2 separate regions of the Rattus norvegicus genome follow, and region 2 is linked to region 1. The links are chromatin contacts, called in public Hi-C maps. All regions are on one chromosome and are shown on one strand. The core of a region is the stretch at or near the end of the contact, and the rest is flanking DNA. Distances in the headings are between cores, read along the strand shown.

Region 1 (4,567 bases), core at 339-2,838:
AAAGAAATGGATGAACTCAGAGGGCACAACTCAGACCTGCACTCTACATATTTTCATTTTTTAAGTACACTGTAGGTGTCTTCAGACACACCAGAAGAGGGCATCGATCTCATTACAGATGGTTGTGAGCCACCATATGGTTGCTGGAATTTGAACTCAGGACCTCTGGGAGAGCAGTCAGTGCTCTTAACCACTGAGTCATCTGTCCGGCCTTCATTTTTTTTAAAAGTACACGTGTGTACATGTATATATTTATATCACATTTGTGCAGCCAGTGCCCAAGGAGGCCAGAAGAGGGCATCAGTTCTCCCTGGAACTGGAGCTACTGACAGGTGCGAGTACCCATGTGGGTGCTATGAACCAAGCCCAGGTCATCACTAAGAACAGCATGTGCTCTGGATGGCTGAGCTCGTCTCCAGCCCCTTTCATATCTTTTAAGCTTACTTTTTTGAAAAGGTTAAGAAGGCTGTCCCAGATGACAAACAAAAGAAGTAACAGAAACAATATCAAAAGGTAGCTGTGACATAGTAAAATAACAACCATGACTGCTCTTAGCTTTGTCACCAGCCATGGATCTTAGAGACAGAGCCATCATGACACACAACACGATAATGCAATTTGGCACACGAAACTGCCCTGGATGCTAGGACTTCCTTACCACCTAGTTTTACATAGGTGAGATGTTAAATGGCACAGCTGAAGGGTTCCTTTCAAGATGGCTGCCAGGTAATAATTTTCCCCCACAAAAAGTTGGGTATGTTCTGGTTATACTTGATACTGAGTGTTCACGTTTCTAATGTTAGAAATGCTAATTGACGATGTTCATACACATTCTGTCTGCAATTCTGTGAAGCACAGCCTCTCAACTTAAAGATCTTTTAAATAGCTAGATGTAACAAAAATATAAAAATTCAAAACCAAACATCCTCCGTAGCAACTGCGCGTGCACACACACACATTTCTAGTTGGACCTGACAGTTCATCTTCATTCTCTACTCATCTGAAAGCCAATTGGGCGGGGTCTGATGTTGCATCCCTGGCCAAATCAATTCATGGAGACCTGTGTGTGCAGAACTTTGAGGGAATTTGTTCTTCTGGCCATACAGGAAATGGAATATACACCATGTTTGGCAGGCACGGTCCTTTACACTTTCTCTTCAAGTGAACAGCCACGCTGAGATGTAGGGACAGGATAGATATGTGATTCAACATGTCTGCGAAAGGGGAAACTGAGGCTCGAGAGTCCCAGCATAGGCAAACTCTCACCAGCTCACTTACCTCGCCTGTAGTGTTGGCCAAAGCAATGAGGTCTCGCTTGGGTGACCAGGCCAAGAAAATAATCTCTTGCGGCAGTTGCTTCTCTCCCACCACCCGAAAGGATGGGAAACAGGTCGGAAAGCGCAGCATGGGTGCGGCCCTGCAACGACGCTCTCGTGAAGGCCGTCGGAGCACCCGGCCACAAAGCTTTGGCGCAAAGCCCTGCCAGCAGCGGTACCTGCCAGACTCTCAAACTCGGCCTACTCCTAGCCAGCTGCCTTCCCCGCCCTCTCACTCCGCCCTCCGCGCTCAGAGGAAGCTTCCGGCGCCGACGCTAGGTTGTCCTCGCGAGAGGAAGTGAGTGGCAAAGCGGCGGCGCGCAGGTGGGGCGGGGAGAACGCAGGGCTGCGCACTTGGGCGGGGCTTGATATGAGGCGGAGCTATGTGGACGCGGCAAGCGAGTGCCTAAGGCAAAGTTGGCCTGGGCTACAGCAGGGGTGGGCGGGGCTAGAAGTGAGAGGAGCGTGGCTGGGCGTGGCTAGGGGCGGAGCGAGCTCTAGTGCCTTGAAGGTCCGCTACTCTGGGTTGCCTAGTACCCAGCAAGCTCCAAAGGATCCTTAACGGTGTATACGCGGACAAGTGGGAACCCCTTTAAGGTCTTTGCCGTTTGCTCAGAAATTTGCTTCTATGCAGATAATCCCTTGATTGTTCCAGGTTTAGGCTCTAATCAAAACTCCCGATCCACACACCTCCTTTGGGACACTCATAGTGGGAACCCCTTTAAGGTCTTTGCCGTTTGTTCAGAAATTTGCTTCAATGCAGATAATCCCTTGATTGTTCCAGGTTTAGGCTCTAATCAAAACTCCCGATCCACACACCTCCTTTGGGACACTCATAGTAGTTTTCAGCGCTGGCTGCACAGTAGAATTTAAAACAACAAAAAGCCCTCTCTATCAGGCAGAAGTTTAGCAAACTAAAAGAGAATTAACATTGGACAGAAATTAACATTTAAAAACAAAACAAAACACTGTTTACAGAAAAATATGTTAAAGTGTTTGTACCCTCCCGGACACGGGACAAATAGTTTGACTTCTCATCCTATTTAAATAATCACTTAACTTGTAACAAACTCACCACAGTTAAGAGGAAGCAGGATTTATTCTATGGCTATCTAAACATTCAATTTTGTGAGAAAATTTGGACAGAAACTGACTGCCAGGCAACTTCAATAATCAATATGTTGATCACAACTTCTCTGGGGGACAGTTTTAAGTACAAAGACCATCCTGCAAGATGGGAGAGTTCTCATCCTTCTTAGCAAAGTCTACATTTTGTCATGTGTAGTAGTTTTTTTTTTTTTGAAAGGTTCTAAATGTTATTACTGAACAAACACCCTAATTTAGATGCAAGCAAGTCTCCAGGTTAAAATTGTTGAAATCCATCTGGTAGGACTGATCGATGATCTCAGTTCAGTATAAACCCTCAGTCTTGCCATTGTGTGAATGCTTATGAACCCAGCTCCATTCTCCTCCAGTGGCTTCTCTTAGAGTTATATCTGATTTTGTTACCACTTTTCATCGGAATCCACTGAGGAACAGAACAATTTTGCTTTTGTTTCTTGGCCAAGAATCGCTTGATTCTGAAAGTCTTGTTAGACAACATGGCAAGAAGCCGAATCAGGTGTAGAGTGCATGATGGTGGAGGAAAAAAAGAGACAGTACTGTTTTTTAAAACTGTCTCCCCCTGTCATGGTTTGAATATGCTTTGCCCAGGGGGTGGACTATTTGGAGGTGTGGCCTTGTTGGAGGTGTCACTATGGGAGTGGGCTTAAGACCCTCATCCTAGCTGCCTGGAAGTCAGAATGCTGCTAGCAGCCTTCAGATGAAGATGTAGAACTATCAGCAACTCCTGTACCATGCCTGCCTGGATGCTGCCATGTTCCCATCTTGACAGACTAAACCTCTGAACTCATGAGATCTGCATGGCTCTGTCTTCTATAACGCTAGAATTAAAGGTGTGTACCACAATGCCTGGATCTAAACTTAGCTGTATGGGATCTTACCCCCAAATCCCTTAATCTGTTATCTCCTAGAACATAGGATTCAGCTCCAGTTCACTTCCTGGTGCCCCTTTGTTGTTGTAAAAATATAAAAATAAAAAAAGTATAGTTGTATTTTACCCCACTAGGTCCGCACCGCGGTGCCCCAAGAAATCTGCTAGATATCTTGGCGGAATCACATCCCAACTCCGTGGAGGCCCATTGTCTCCTGCCGCTGCACACTTTCCTACCTCAAACTGTCACATAAAAGAACACACAACACAATAACATTTGACTCAATTGATAAGATATAATTGCCCACTTAAACATACAAAGCCCGGTACCAACCATCCCTTAGGAACATTAATAACAACTGTAAATACACAGAGCAGAATCTTTACGTCAGCCTCCATCATCCTGCCACAGCTTCTCTCTCTCCCTCTCTCCTGTCTCTACCTTTCTGTTCTAGTCTCCTCCTCTTCCTTCAAACTTCTCTCCCGCCCATCCTTCCTTCTTGTCCAATGACAGGCCTCCTTCTATCTTGTGCCTGCCTCACCTGTGACATCATCCTACACCCCTTTAATACTTGAACCATATATTTTATATTTTTCCTTTTAAAGCTTGCTACACTTGTTCTTCGTGAGACTTAACCAGAGAACAAACTCTACTGGGCTTTTTTGAAAAGAATTCCTTTGTCGATGTAATTAATATAAATCTCTTTACCTTAAACTCAGGTAGACTCTTCAGACAAGAGCAAAAAGCACCACAATCTTCACCAAAATAACACAAAAAGTCTCTAGCCATACTAAAATTCTTCTCTACTGAACCTTCTTGAGCCAGGTTTGCACAGTTCAAACCAATCTTAGGAACAAAGTCTTTCATACTCTTATTAAGATAGCCATTAAACTCCATTTAAAGCATTCCACTGCTTTCCAAATCCAAAGTCCCCCAATCCACATTCTTCCAGACAAAAGCATAGTCAGACCATCATAGCAATACCCCACTTCTGGTACCAACTTCTGTCTTTGTTAGGGTTTTTATTGCTGTGAAGAGACATGACCAAGGCAACTCTTTTTTTTTTTTCTTTTTTCTCTTTTTCTTTTTTCCTTTTTTCGGAGCTGGGGACCGAACCCAGGGCCTTGTGCTTTCTAGGCAAGTGCTCTACCACTGAGCTAAATCCCCAACCCCCAAGGCAACTCTTATAAGGACAACATTTAATTGGGGCTGGCTTACAGTTTCAGAGGTTCAGTCCATCATCATCAAGGTGGGAAC
Region 2 (4,275 bases), core at 1,540-4,039, 150 kb after region 1:
AGTTGAAGGCAGTAATGAGAAATGGGACATCTTCCACGATTGGTTTGGGAAACGGTGATCCTGAGTTGGCGTAAGGGCAAAATATATACGGATGGATCTTGGAATTACAGTCCTAAAGTACTAGAGGTATGACTTTGAAGTAAATAGGATTAGGTGTCCTCTCCAAGTGGAAGGTGGATTCAATGGGAGACACAGGGAGATAGAAGGTGGGGACTATCTGTGTCTCATGATGTAAGATAGAAACCAAGGCTTTACATTAGCTGGGATACATATTTGGATCTCAACTAGTCATTCCCAGCTGGCAAGGATTTGGCCCATTACCCTATGAAGGTGATTGAATTCAAATTCAGAAACACCGTTGGTCTGATCAATATTGTAATAATCTTTTTTCCCCCGGGGAGGGATGGACACCAGTGAAGTGATTATGCTGAATCGTTTATGATCATTTGTTCATATAATTGCAAGTGGGAGCCCTGGTGGCTGAGCTTCGTTCTAGTTCTGTTTAATGAGGTTGAAACTGCTTGGGTGTTTAAGTGATGGGGACAGGGATAGACGCCCATGTCGCAGCCACTGTGGCTGAGGGAAGTAAACGGCATTTGAATACGTATGACCTGGCCTACACCAACACAAGAGTGAGAAGAGGCCAAAGCCAGGCTCTCCTAAAATGAGAAGGATGGGAGCAGATTTTATAGTGAAAGCAAGTAAATGGGGACCTTGGTTTAATGCCCTGAAAGGAACCGTCTACTTTGAAGTCATTGGTTTGTTCTGAAGGACCCGTTTAGCCTATAGTTTTAGAAGATTGGCTGTTTCTGAACGATCCCGTTAAAACTCTCATTTTGAAGTATCTTCTTGGATTAACTTTTCATGCTGACAGAATTCTGACCTGCTTTCTTTTCAGTTAAATAGATCATTAGTACGCAGAGTAGTGGGTTCCATACATACTTTGCTTTGAGTCCTCCTTCCCTTTCCCTTCCTCCATCTCCTCCCCTTCCTCCAACTCCTTCGTCCCTTCTTCTATCTCCTCTTTCCTTCCTCTATCCCCTTCTTCCCTTCTCCCATCCCCTTCCTCCCTTCCTCCTTGTCCTTCCCCCCATCAGTGTTCCTTTCCCTCCCCCCAAGAGCCCAGCTTACATTGCATGTGAACATGTACTCTGTTCCCTCCTTTCTACCTCTGTGACAGGATAAGACAGGGCAGAGGTCCTTCCATCTCCTATTCTTTTGAGGCTGTTTTAGGTTTGACTAGAATTTAGTCTCCTTGATGGAAGTAAGTGGCTTGGTCACTCTTAGGACTCTTTTTTTGAATCAGAACTTTTAGAGACTGTACAGGCTGTATCTTTTGGCAAGGAAATACCATAGACCACTCTGAAAATGGACATACACTATCTAAAAGGCATTTTAAAAAATCAATCTAAAAATGATGAAATGGCCATTGAGGTCATGGCTCAGCCCACTGCTGAAGGTTTTTCCTAGACTATGCTGTAGGCAGGTTACAATGATCCTCAGTTAACCTCAGTGATCTTTGTAAAGCTTCACAGCAAATGTTGACTTGGGAGAGTAGCTAGCTTGTCTATGTTGCAATGAATGGCTCCATAGAGACATGTGACATCCTTTTGAAGATATCTGATAGCCTCAAGCAAAAGTCCTGGGAGGCTCAGAGATTAGCTGATCAAAAGGTCCAACCATTTCCCCCATTCATTCTTTCAAAGGCAGGGACTAAGCACCAGTACTGTACAATGGTGTCTTTGACTAGCTGAAGGACTGTGTCCTTTGTCTGTGCAAGGATTATTGATGGGTACGGATGCTGGTTGGCAGTGATCTCTCAGAGCATCTTTGTTGTTTTCCACACTCCCCTCTTTTCACACGAGCCTTTACTTCTATATGGCTACGAACCTGCAAAATAGGAGTGCATTGCAGAGCCCCATAACTTCTTGTCCATTTTTGTTGAGGTGCCCAAAAAAAGATGAGGAACCCTTCTCCCCTCAAACATTTCAGAGTCATGTAGAATTTGTAGGCCATGTTTGCTTGCTTGCTAACATGCAAGTACATAGTTCTGGCATTGGTGAATTCCTACATTTGGTAGACTTCTGCTATATTCCAAAGAAATACTATTCATGGACAAGTATTAGTACAAAGTTCTTAAAGGAATTCTGTAGATCTAAATGAAGCACAGAAAACTCTAGATCTCAGGTAAGACATGCATGGGCCTCCTCTTCCCCTAGTACACTGATAGATTAAGTTATTGCAGATTATTGCACAATTTGAAATGAAAAGAGTAACTATCGTGAGATAAATTTGCCAGGAGAGTAAGGTTTTGTCCTTTCATAATGTTGTCAGGCAGTAGGAAATGCTGAAATATATCAAGGGATGGATGTAAGGTTCTGGAATCTGACACAGTCGGGAAGACTCAAACAACATGACTGGAGCAGATCATATAGTCTTTTCTTGAGAAGCCCACACAATGGCCCTTCTGCCTTCTCTGCCCTCTCTTGAAGTACTAATGTTCTTGATTATAAGAGGGTTTACCTAGCCCAACCCAACGTTCCTTTCCTGTCGCCGGAAACCCGCTAATCTTGCCAACTCTCAAGAATACTCAAGGTTTTGAACTTTTTCCTAGGTGGTTGTAGTGCTGGGGTGAGTGAGGGTTTGTGGGTTGGTGGAAGACGACCAAAAATGCTCTGCGCATGCGCGGAAGCCGAAGGCGGAGACCTAGAGTGTTTTGGGTCCACGGCCGCCCCGTACCGTCCGGGCGACGCGCTGCATCCTGGGTCTCGGCGTGCGCTTAGTGGGCGCCGTCATGAACCCCGAGAGCTTCGCGGCTGGCGAGCGGCGGGTGACTCCAGCTTACGTGAGGCAGGGTTGTGAGGCTCGGCGCGCACACGAGCACCTCATCTGGCTGCTTATAGAGCAGGTATCCCGCCGTTTCGGCGCTCGGGCTCTGCGTCTTCAGGGAGGGGAGGGGCAGCGCGCTCCTCAGTGTGTGCGGAACTGTCAAAGTCCAAGTGTTTGGTCTGCCTGGGCCACTCTGGGAGCGCGTGCTATCGGCAAATCTATTGCTAAACCTACTCCAGCGGCAGCTTTCCTCCAGACCTCTCAGACCTCGCTCCTTGACAGTAGTCCTGAACTTTAGTGTCCCCGAAGTTGGCCAGCCCCTAGCTGGAAAACTAAACTGAGGACATTACCTTTTCAGTTTCCCTAACTTAACTGAGATTTAAGAGTCCCAGCAAACTTCAATGGCCGTATTAGATACATTCGCGCTCTCTAGTTTGTAGTCGAACAGAATACGAACGTTTGGCCAATTAGCAGTTTCTTCATAGCTGCTGAGTTTGTTTCCGATGTGAGGAATCAAGGGTCACTAAAACACGTTAAAAAGAATTCAAGTACATTGATGTGGAGTTTTAGGGACCGATAATTTTCCTGAACATGAACGTCATTACTATTTTTTTTTAAGGGCAAGTGTCCAGAGGATGGCTGGGATGAAAGTACACTCGAACTCTTTCTGCATGAGCTTGCAGTCATGGATAGCAACAATTTCTTGGGTAATTGTGGTGTGGGAGAAAGGGAAGGGAGAGTGGCCTCTGCTTTGGTTGCTCGTCGTCATTACAGGTATGGTTCTTAAACTAGTTGTGAAAACATTTATTTATCTTTTTTTGGGAATGGGAGTGGAAGGAACCTAAAATAATGGTGATGATATTCCTACTAAATTATAAAGTTTCCACTGAGATATATAATTTCTTCTGTCATCAAATGGGTATGGAAATCAAACGGAACACTTGGAGCAGGCGATTTTCGTGACAATAGAGCTGCAGTTCTGATATGTGGTGGTTAACCCCTTCCGATGCTGGCTGGTCCACAGCACAAGTGCCATGTTCTGATAATATTTAAACTAGCACTCTGTTCTGAAAGCTTAATAAAAAAAAAAAAAAAAAAACATTGGTCGGGCTGGGGACATGGTTCAGTGGTTAAGAGCACTGACTGCTCTTCCAGAGGTCTTGAGTTCAGTTCCCAGCAACCACATGGTTGCTCACAACCATCTGCAATGGTATCTGATGCCCTCTTCTGGTGTGTCTGAGGAGAGCTACAGTGTACTCATACATAAAATAAACAAATCTTAAAAACGTTCACTTCAAAAAGAATAAGAATATTCTAGAGATACATATAAGTGACAGGTGACCCCAAATATCATGTTCTGGAGTGGTAACAGTTTCATGAAATTTTTTTATAAAATAGTCGTAGAATAAAATCATAGACCAAGACATTTTTTAATTCACTAGTAGA

What was found. A called contact is a pair of places that touch in the nucleus more often than the background predicts.
Region 2: a contact with region 1 is called in a Hi-C map of liver, with 2.2 times the contacts expected there. The contact joins the promoter of Sepsecs here to the promoter of Anapc4 in region 1. A contact is called at or near these places in 3 of 12 Hi-C or Micro-C datasets (hepatocytes, kidney and liver).

The regions. Positions count from the first base shown.
Region 1 is chr14:62,368,984-62,373,550 of GRCr8, forward strand. It overlaps Anapc4 (anaphase promoting complex subunit 4), which reads right to left and starts at 1,589. Exons shown (of 28, transcript NM_001107220.1): 1 at 1,279-1,589. The coding sequence starts at 1,407.
Region 2 is chr14:62,521,550-62,525,824 of GRCr8, forward strand. Sepsecs (Sep (O-phosphoserine) tRNA:Sec (selenocysteine) tRNA synthase) reads left to right here and starts at 2,790. Exons shown (of 11, transcript NM_001128287.2): 1 at 2,790-2,908; 2 at 3,449-3,603. The coding sequence starts at 2,795.